Linked DNA regions of Sus scrofa: region 1 is linked to region 2. A link is a contact called in public Hi-C data. All regions are on one chromosome and are shown on one strand. Each heading gives the region's core, a stretch centred on a gene start, on an enhancer-like site or on the middle of the called end of the contact. The rest is flanking DNA. Distances are from core to core; before and after follow the strand shown. Region 1 holds the start of TRIM45 (tripartite motif-containing protein 45). Region 2 holds the start of FAM46C (family with sequence similarity 46 member C).

Region 1 (4,678 bases), core at 17-2,516, 460 kb before region 2:
CCCTGGCCTTCCCCACGCAGACTCTCCAGCATCACATCATTCATGGCCAGGTGGTCTATGGTTAAAGCCTTCACTCCACCCATGGGCAGGTCCACCTGAGCATCACATACCGGACAGAGGATGCCGATCTGCGGCTGCAGAGTGCATGGCTTGAGTTCCTGGAATATTGACCCCTCAGAGCTTGTGTCAGAGTCTCCCCCACGGATGTCCACTACTGAGAAGGGTTCCAGCTGCTCCAGACAGGTGGTGCAAACTGTGTGCAAACAAGGCAAGAGCCTGGGGGTCTTGAAAAGCCCCATGCACAAAGGGCAGTGAGTCTTGCCTGAGTTCCCAGGTGTGGTCCCACATGGGAGTTTGCCCACGAAGCCCAGCAGCGGCTTCCTGTTTTCTGCCATATTCCCCACGTTTGTGCTCAGTATCAGAAAAGACCCTGGGCAATTCTATAATGAAGTAGTAGGTGATTAGGCCCACCCAAAGAGAAAGTTTCCAAAACTTGAACAGAGACCATGGGGACTCTCTCTTTGGCAAATCAAAGGGCAAAAAGTTAGAGGATTCCTTAAAGGAACCGCCCACAGAACTACTCAACAGGGCCCCCTCCTTTGCAAGGCATCCCATACCAGACACGCCCACGGCCTCCTCTAACCCCCTAAATCCTCCGAGGAGGCGCTTCCAGGTCTAAGTCTCCTGCTAGACTTCTGAACCCCTGCATCTCTAACACCCTCTACTATCACCCCCCTCCCGCTGCCACCCGTCCGGCCCCGCGCCAGACACGCGACAAGTGCCGTCCCCGCCCTCGCGTGATGCGGTTGGGGGGCCTCCCGCTCCTTCCCCCAACCCGGCCCTCCGCGGAAGGCACATGGAGGACGAGGGTGCTGCGAGGTCTTGCCGGCTCTTCGGTTGCCACCGCCTGCCCACTTTCCGGTCCAAGGTGGTGCCCGATGGCTCCGGCCCTTTCTCACACCAATCCCAGTCGGGGGCTACTCGGGCGAGTCCAATCACCTTGGGAGAGGCGCGGCCTTCGCCGCAGCAGGACCCGCCGCCCTTCAGAGTGACACCAGCGGCACCCAGTAAGCTTTGGAAATTCCACATCTTGGCCGGTGCCCTCCGGGAAGGGGCGGGATCAAACTAAAGGCAGGAGGCGGGGCTGTCTGCGGGGTTAGTCCTCGGAAGAAGAAAAGACTGAGGCTGGGAGTGAGCGGCATAGTACAGCCGGCGTCACCGTTTTACGGTGACTGTCCCTTTCTCTATGGCTGCGGCGATCAGAGAGGCCAGAGGAGCACTTAAAAAGCCGCGCTGATGGGCCACGGGACCGCCTCCCCCGCGCCCTCGGATTGGTCCCACGATCCCAGTTTGGGCCCTCCCATTGGTGGGTGGCGCTGTCAGTTGGTGCCGGGCTCCGCCCGGGGCGTTGAAAGGGGAGGTGTTTTCCTGGTTGTCGAGGTTTGGGATGTGTGCGGTTACTGGCGTTTCTTCTCCGAGCTGGTGTCAGCCTGAGAGTTCCCCTCTGGGCTTCCCAGCTTATTTTAGCTCTGGAGTCCCTCAGGACTAGCGGGCTGGGTACAAGAGCTTCTAGAAGAGGCTTGCTGGCTCCTGGCGTTTTCCGACCCAGGCTGGTTCGGAAGACCCCTCAGGGAGACCGTTGCACCGAGGTCTAGCGTTGCCTTCGTCCGGCCAGCGCCCAGGAGCCGACTCCCCGTTCCCTGGAGTCGGAGAAGCAGTTTTTTCACCCATCCGGGGCAAGAGGTGCGGATGACTAAGGGGTGGTTTTTCATTCAGAATTCTACAGCTTTGTGTAAGAGAAACAGGGCACGTTTGTCCCCCCGTTTTTATCCGTCAGGGAGGGCCGGTGGCTGGTCACAATGGGGTAGTGGAAGGTGTCAAGGAGGGATAAGCCCTTTGTGGGCTCACAAACTAAGGGGAAAATGAACCCATCAGGCACCCTTTCCTTCGCGATTCACAGTTTCTTGGTCTCCTTCTTTTAAGTGTCCTCAGGAGTCTGCTGATTTAGCCGTATCTGGGATTTTACCTGGGATGTAGGCCTTTTATCTCCCAAGTTCCACACGTGGTAACCCTCTGGCTTCTTACCCTCCATCTGTTCTCATTATCTTCGGCACTTAAGCCCCTGGAGGAGGCCTGATTATCTACCTCACAGCTCGCTTTATTCATCACCTCTTGGACTTGATTTGGACCCAGTGGGCAACTGTCTCACTGATGTCTTCATTATCCATTCCATGCTATAGGCACAGTGCCTGGAGCCTAAGCTCTTTTAAAAACAAAAAAAAGTAGAATCTAAAACAACACTCTGAAATATGAAAAGAAAACTATAAAATCAGAAATTGGAATGTTTGGCCATTTCTAAAATATGTTAATGAGTCAAATGCCACTTTTATATGTAAATTATATGTAATTTCCTAAAGGAAGCATGCCGGCAAAGGTCTTAAAATAGTTCTTACCTAGATTTTTTTGTGGCTTCTTGTCCTTCTCTGTACCTACTGACTCGGAATCTGCTTTCTCCACTCCAGTATGAAGTCAGTCGCAGCAACTGCAGACTTGGATTTGTTATATATCCTTGCTCTGAACTTCACCTCAACACTCCCCGATGCCTTGTGATGCTTTGCTTCATCTCTTATTCATGCTCTTATCATATTTCCCATGGTAGATGTTACAAGCTTCTCTTGTCTAAGAAGTGCTTTATAATTTACATGTGTGTTATTCCATTTACTCTCTTAACAACTCTGTGAGGAAAGTCTCAAGTTTGGTGGCCAGCCCAAGGTAGCCCATCTGAGACTTGAATTCTGTCTCATGATGCCATGCCCAACCACCTCTACCCTTTCTCTTCCCAGCTGCTGCTGCTTTTTTTTTTTTTTTTTTTTTTTTTTTGGTCTTTTGTCCTTTTTAGGGCCACACCCGCAGCATATGGAGGTTCCCAGGCCAGGGGTCCCATCGGAGCTGTTGCTGCCAGGCTACACCACAGCCACAGTAACGCCAGATCTGAGCCATGTCTACAGCCTACACCACAGCTCATGGCAACGCCGGATCCTTAACCCACTGAGTAGGGCCAGGGATCGAACCCACAACCTCATGGTTCCTAGTCAGATTCGTTTCCGCTGTACCATGAGGGGAACTCCTCATCGCAGCTTCTTAAGCATTAAATCCTTTATATACTCAGCAGGTATATAAAGCAGGAATATAAAGCAGACTTTAAGAAAAGCAATTTCCTCACTTTTTACCAAAAAAATCTGGGATTCATCATTTCTCCTCTCATACCTCTCCTAACTGCTTTTCTTCTCTTCCAAGGTTAACCTCTCAAGACTTCTGCTCTTAATTCCGACCTTTCCTGCCTTCGCAAAACCTTGCTGTTCCTACATTTTCCATCTGTCCTTTATGCACGTTCTTCTACCAGATCCTCCTTTGACTGGGCTGCCTTTTAACTTCCAGACCTTTGTGACTCTCACCACTACATTTCTCGAAAGAGTAGTCTCACTCTCCGGCTTTCATCACCTTCTTCTCAGTGTCACCATCACCGCCCCCGTTTTTTTCCTCCCCCCTATAAACTCCTCTTTCCTACTGAGACTTTTCTCTTGCAGATGACAAGTGACCACATCACTAGCCCTTTCTCACTACAGTCTCTTTGGTATTCGCTATTGTTATGTACTCCCTTGTATTTAAAACGTCCTCTCCCCTCGCCTTCTGAAATAGGCTGCTCTCCTGGCCTTGTAATTTCTTGAACTGCTTCTCGCATTCTCCTTCCTCGCTGGTCCCCCTTCCTCCACTTTATCCCCCGTCTTTCCTTCTCCTGCAGGTGAGCCTGAGAGTCACACTTTCAGTACTGACCACTCTCCTCAGCGTTGGTCACAACCGTCTATTACACACCTGCACCCAAATGTCACCCCATCACCTTTAGGGCCACATAAGCTTAAACTCCATTGAACTTCTATTTTATTCTCTCAAGGATATCGTCATTGTCCCTTCCCCCCAACTTGAGACCTTATAGTGCTTTTGGCCTCCTTTCTCTTTTTCCATATCCAGGCAGGTACCATTTTTTTTTTCCATCCCCACTGCCAGCACCTTACTGAGCAGAATTTTAGGATGATAAAGACTTCGTCCCCTTTACCTCAAGTATTAGAATAATCTCTGAATTCCTGCCCTCCACTCCTCCCCCAATTGATTCTACATGGTTTTTCAAAATTAATTATAAAACTATGGTACGAAATCAGTCTTCAATCTGAAAGCTTCAGTAGCTCCCAGTCTCCACAGGATAACATCTGGATTTCTTACTAGATCCATAAAACTGGCCTTTATTATACCTAAACGTTTGGCCAAACACACTTTTTGATCTTATCCAGTTTTGTCTTCAGAATGCTTCCACCTTTATTATTTAAAATATCTTTCCTTCTGTGTTAAATTGCTTCATAGTACTTTGTTGAAACTTTCCCTGCTCTTTCAGAGCTTCAGATTTTGAGCTCCAATAGCTCTTTTGCCCATACTTCTCACTTTTCAGCTTCTGCTGCATTCTGGCATGAAGTGTTTTTAATTTATTCTTTGTCTCTCCGTTAAGACTAAAAACCCTTGACAACCAACCCCATGCCTACCGAGGAGACATCTAATAAAGACTTGTTATCAGTGAGGCAACTAAATGACCTCAAAGTAGAACAAACGGGAGTGCATGCAACCAAGA
Region 2 (4,834 bases), core at 461-2,960:
TGAGAAATTCATCGTTCTGTACACATAAGCACTTTACCGAATTTGTACCACAAAAACAAAAAAGGAAAACAACAACAAAAAAAATTAGATCATCTATCTTGACTTGATGTCCAACAACAGAATCACTGTAGCTTTCCCTAAAAGCATTCATACTGATATCCTATTCATTAATGTTGCAGGGGACCGCCCCCTCCCCTCTCATGTTTGAGAACTCTATCCTGGCAGACATTGAAAATCACACTTATTTCAGGCAGGGGTGGAAAGGGCCAGGTAGAGAAATATTGCATCTAGGAAGTAGTCTTTTCCCCTAGCACCCAGTAGAAGATTAGCATAAGCTCAATAAATGCAAGACCTACTATTTGATATAAAGAACATTTACCACACACTTTACACCAGGCACTGCGCTAATAACTTTCCATTTTCTTATTTGATACTTATATAACGCTACAAAGCTGTTCCGATTTTAGTCCCTCCGTACAGGTGAGGAAATGGAGATTTATGGAGGGTTGGTTAAGTTACTTGCCCAAGGCCTTACAGATAGTTAGGTAGTGAATAGAGATCCCAATCCAGGTTAATCTGAATTTAGAACCTGGACTCGAAACCACTTGCTACGGAGTGACGGGACAGCGTCCAAACCCCGCCTGCATGTTATGTAACAGACACGACTGAGCCCTGTGACATTCCGAGTACGAGTAAGAGTACGGCTGAAGCTGCCGCAGTTTGCAGGCTTGGCGATGGATTCCTCCAGGCCCTTAGTCCCACTAACTGCACACAGGTGGTAACCGCTCCAGAGAACCAACTGTGCTGGCCCTTTCCCCAATGACCTCCAGCCAATTTGCTTGGGGGATCAGGAAGGCTCGTCTGGCTCAGAAAACAAGTGTTCTCCCCGACTTCAAAACTCGAGTCCGGGGAGTTCCCGTCGTGGCGCAGTGGTTAACGCATCCGACTAGGAACCATGAGGTTGCGGGTTTGGTCCCTGCCCTTGCTCAGTGGGTTAACGATCCGGCGTTGCCGTGAGCTGTGGTGTAGGTTGCAGACGCGGCTCGGATCCTGCATTGCTGTGGCTCTGGCATAGGCGGGTGGCTACAGCTCCGATTAGACCCCTAGCCTGGGAACCTCCATATGCCGCAGGAGCGGCCCTAGAAATGGCAAAAAAAAAAAAAGAAAAAAGAAAAACTCGAGTCCGGGGTAGGCGTGGGGGCTTCACTCCCCACTACCGGAGAGGGAACTAAAGCTAAAATTCCCAGAGAAGTAAAAAAAACAGACCCGCGAGGGAGCGGAATAGAGCTGGAAAAAAACTTGGGCGCGGGGCAGTTGGGTGATAAGTTATGCGCTACCACCAGCAAAAGAGAAGGTAGTGGAAAGTCGAAAGGGAGTCTGAGTAACTCCGAAGTTAAGGGGGGGGTTGTCAACGCAGCCCCTCTCTATTGAGCCTGCGCAATGCTATCTCCTTTGGCACCCCGGCCCCTTCCCGCCGCCGAAGATTTACTCGTCTCTCGGCAACCATTCACCCGAGGAGCCAATCAGAGGGCACCTTTCGCCCTGCCCTCGTCGTCAGCGCCCCGGCGGAAGGATTTGGTGGGTGCCGGCTCCGCCCCGCCCCGCCCCTCGCTCCCCCGGGAGGGCAGGCTAAGGGGCGGGGGTGGGGGCGGTGGCGGCGGACGGGGGCGTGGTCAGGCCATATAAAAACGGAGGGGGCGGCGGCAGGACTGCTCACTCGGTACCGCTGCTTGGGGGCTGTAGTGACCGCGCCGCTCCTGCTGGGGGGCTGCCCACGCCAAGGACCTGCCTCTGTGGTCTCCTCCGCCGCCGCCGCCCAGGTGAGTCCACCAACCCCCTCCTTTAAAGGTGCGAGGATGCGCGGTCCCAGAATGCCGCGCGCCCTGCTCTCGGGGGGTCCGCTCCAGCCGAGAGGAGCCTAAGTCTTCGCCTAGCCCGGAGGGGACGCCGCGGCCCCGAGGTGAGGTGCGGACAGGTGCCGGGCCCCTGTGCCCCCTTCCCCCTCAGCTCCAGCGACGACACCCCCGTTATCCTGTCGCCCCCGAGGGCCAGGCGAGACGCTCCGAGAGGGAGCTACAACTTTCGAGAGACTTCGACCGGGCCTGGCAAACTTCGGCGAGTTCCTGCTCCGCGCGTCCCGCGGGCTCCGTGCTGGCCCGAGCCTGCCGAGCAGCTGAAGTGTATGTGACGGGGCCTTCAGCTCCTTCCCCGGGTCCGACGGCGGCCGCACCACTCCTCCCTTGCTTGCGGTCTCTCGGGCTCGTCCGGGCGCTCCGCGGGTGCGCACACCTTGGCCGGCCGGCCGAGCGCAAATTCGAATGCGGCGGCTCTGGAAGGTGCAGTTGGAGACAGCAGCGGTCGGGGGCTGTATCAGTCCGGGAAGGGGAGGACAGGGGTGGGACCCTCCCCCTGCTGGGTGCCAGCGCCAGGGTTTGAGGGAGAGGGCGGAGATCTCTAACTTCTCCTGCACTCGCACTAGACTGGGGACGCCGAGAGCAGCAAAGTGATCCAAGCGAGTGACGCGTGGGCTTTGCTTCTCTCGGGAAGACGGCGTCTGCGACCTGGTTCCTCCCCTTTTAGGAATGAAACTTGCTTAGCCTGTACGCGGAAAGCCACGGCCGTCCGTTGACTGGGCTAGCGGAGCCGCGGGCGGCTTAGGGGCACGGCTGTCCAGAGAGGTGTCACAGTTCAGATCGCGAAGGTGGGAGGGAGCCAGAGGAGGGTGACGAACCTGACGAGTGCAGGGTAGCAGCCTGTGCACCTAAACGCGGAACGCCTGCCCGAGAGAAACAAATCGGCGCTACCTCGAAGGAAGAGACGACTTCCGGGGAAGTGCCTGGCGAGTTTCTCTGGAGAACTCCGGTTCATCCAGGAGCACTAGAACCGATTGTTAGGGCAGGACCCTGTGGGGAGGATCTGTTCGGTCTCCTTGCAACCCCCCCCCCTTTTTTTTTGTCCAGAGGGAGGCTTCTGCAGGGCTGCCTAAATCGTTGTCTCAAATAGGAACCTGCTGCTTTTTTAACGTTTGTTGATTGCTTCTGGAGTTAGAATATGCAAACCGTGGAGTGCTTCAACTGCACTTTTAAACATCCAGCGTTTATAAAGACTAGGTAGCCAATTTGTATGGTGACAGTTGGTATTCAGGATAGTTAGGAGGTGAGTTGGGAACTTGAACCTCCCCAGGAAATAAAGTTAAGATTATTAAATCCTCCTGCAGTAGACTCCTGGGCTTGGCCCAGCTGCCTTGCAGGGGGGATGTGAGTGGCCATTGTTGGCTACACTAGCCTTTCAACGTGAGTAGCTTGGCAGGGAAGCAAGCCAGGCAGCGGTCAGGGCAGTAGGAGCGCTTACCAAGAATCGTGCTGTCTTAAACCTCCAGAGGTATTAAGGGAGTGAGACCCACACAGGCGACCCTGAAGCCCTGCCCTCAAAGAGGGTGGCGGGGAGTAGAAAACGCTGACGTTTCTCTTCCCTTTCAGGGAAGCTCAAAGCTGGACCAGCAGGGGTTTGACGTTCTTGTTTGCAAAGATGGAAAGCTTGGTATCTTTGGAGTCAAGCTTTTACTTGAGATAACTGGAACCTTGGTCTTAAGTTGTACCCTCATCTTTCGAGTACATTTATTCTCAATAAGGAGTTTTCAGAAAGCAGGGTTTGGTATATTGTATATAATCATTCAGGTAGCTGCGGGTAATTTTAACATCAACGTTAAAAAAAAAAAAAAAACCCTTTTTCTCTGTCAGGAGGCCTCTAAAATGGTTAGCCTCAACAAGGTTCCCTAATTTCTTAAGCTTGTGTGTGCACAGAGAGCAAACAGCAGCATTCTTTAGGTTGTTTCTTCCACGATTCCTACCTTGTACCCGGAGATTAAGTTGGGGTGACTTTGAGGGAAAGGATTTGGCCCTTGGCCTGTTTGTCAGAATGAATGTGATTTAGTTGAGCACCCGTGGCTCTGTCTGTTAAATGTCCTCAGCTCTCCTGTGAGTACGAGGAGCCACCAAAATCCCCTCCTGAGTCGCAGAAGCTCCCCCTGCCCCATCTCTACCGAGTCTGCATCCCCCAGTGGTCAAGGCCAGGCCAGATTGTGCACCCGCTGCCCATCCGAGAACAGAGAAATCCTCACACTTCCAAGAGTCCAGGGAACTGCCTGGAAGTAAAGATAACCCAGAGCGCGCTGGAGCATCCTTCTTCTCCCAGTGCCAGAAACTGGGCACATTGAATACAAAGTTGGAAAAGGACATTATTTTTTTCAACTGCTTAAGCAAATAAATACCCCGTTTTCATTTTCATCTTTGATATGTTGTGTGCATGGGGTCAGGCACTAAAGAATGACAAGCCAAGAGCTCTGAACGGATGTGGTAAACCTCATTTGTGTTACCTAGAGAGTCTCGTCCTGTGGATGCTCAGGACTAGTTTCATGAGTTCAGTTAAACTTGGGAGGCTGTGTTTGGGTTTCTCAGTCCCACACCAGACTCTGGACTGTGTCTGTTGTTGTTGTTGGGGGGAGCGGGGCGGGGTTTAAGGGGAAGCAATGCGGAGTCTGAGGTGTTGCTTGGGATGAAACATTATTCGGTTAGATAAGGTCCATTGCTTTTTTGTGTGGTCACTGAGGTAAACAAGGCAATATAGAAAAATATTCTCTCTTGATGTTTTGACGGTAGCAAGTTCAATAAATTGGCATAAGTTTAAGTGGTATGATGATGAGGCCGATACCTCTGTGTTTAAAAAATCGGTCGTGTGTGTAAAGCCACTTGGTTATGGCAGTAGTGCTGATCTTTGTGAGGCTTCCGGAACTTCTGGTCTCAAAACCTTTTTTTTTTGTCCTTTCACTACATGC

The links. Hi-C and Micro-C count contacts between places; a contact is called where the count stands out from the background.
Region 1: a contact with region 2 is called in a Hi-C map of liver, with 5 times the contacts expected there. The contact joins the promoter of TRIM45 here to the promoter of FAM46C in region 2. A contact is called at or near these places in 2 of 47 Hi-C or Micro-C datasets (heart right ventricle and liver).

Annotation. Positions count from the first base shown.
Region 1 is chr4:103,609,770-103,614,447 of Sscrofa11.1, reverse strand. TRIM45 (tripartite motif-containing protein 45) reads right to left here and starts at 1,266. Exons shown (of 6, transcript XM_001929343.5): 1 at 1-1,266. The coding sequence starts at 395.
Region 2 is chr4:103,150,950-103,155,783 of Sscrofa11.1, reverse strand. It overlaps FAM46C (family with sequence similarity 46 member C), which reads left to right and starts at 1,710. Exons shown (of 2, transcript NM_001315609.1): 1 at 1,710-1,820.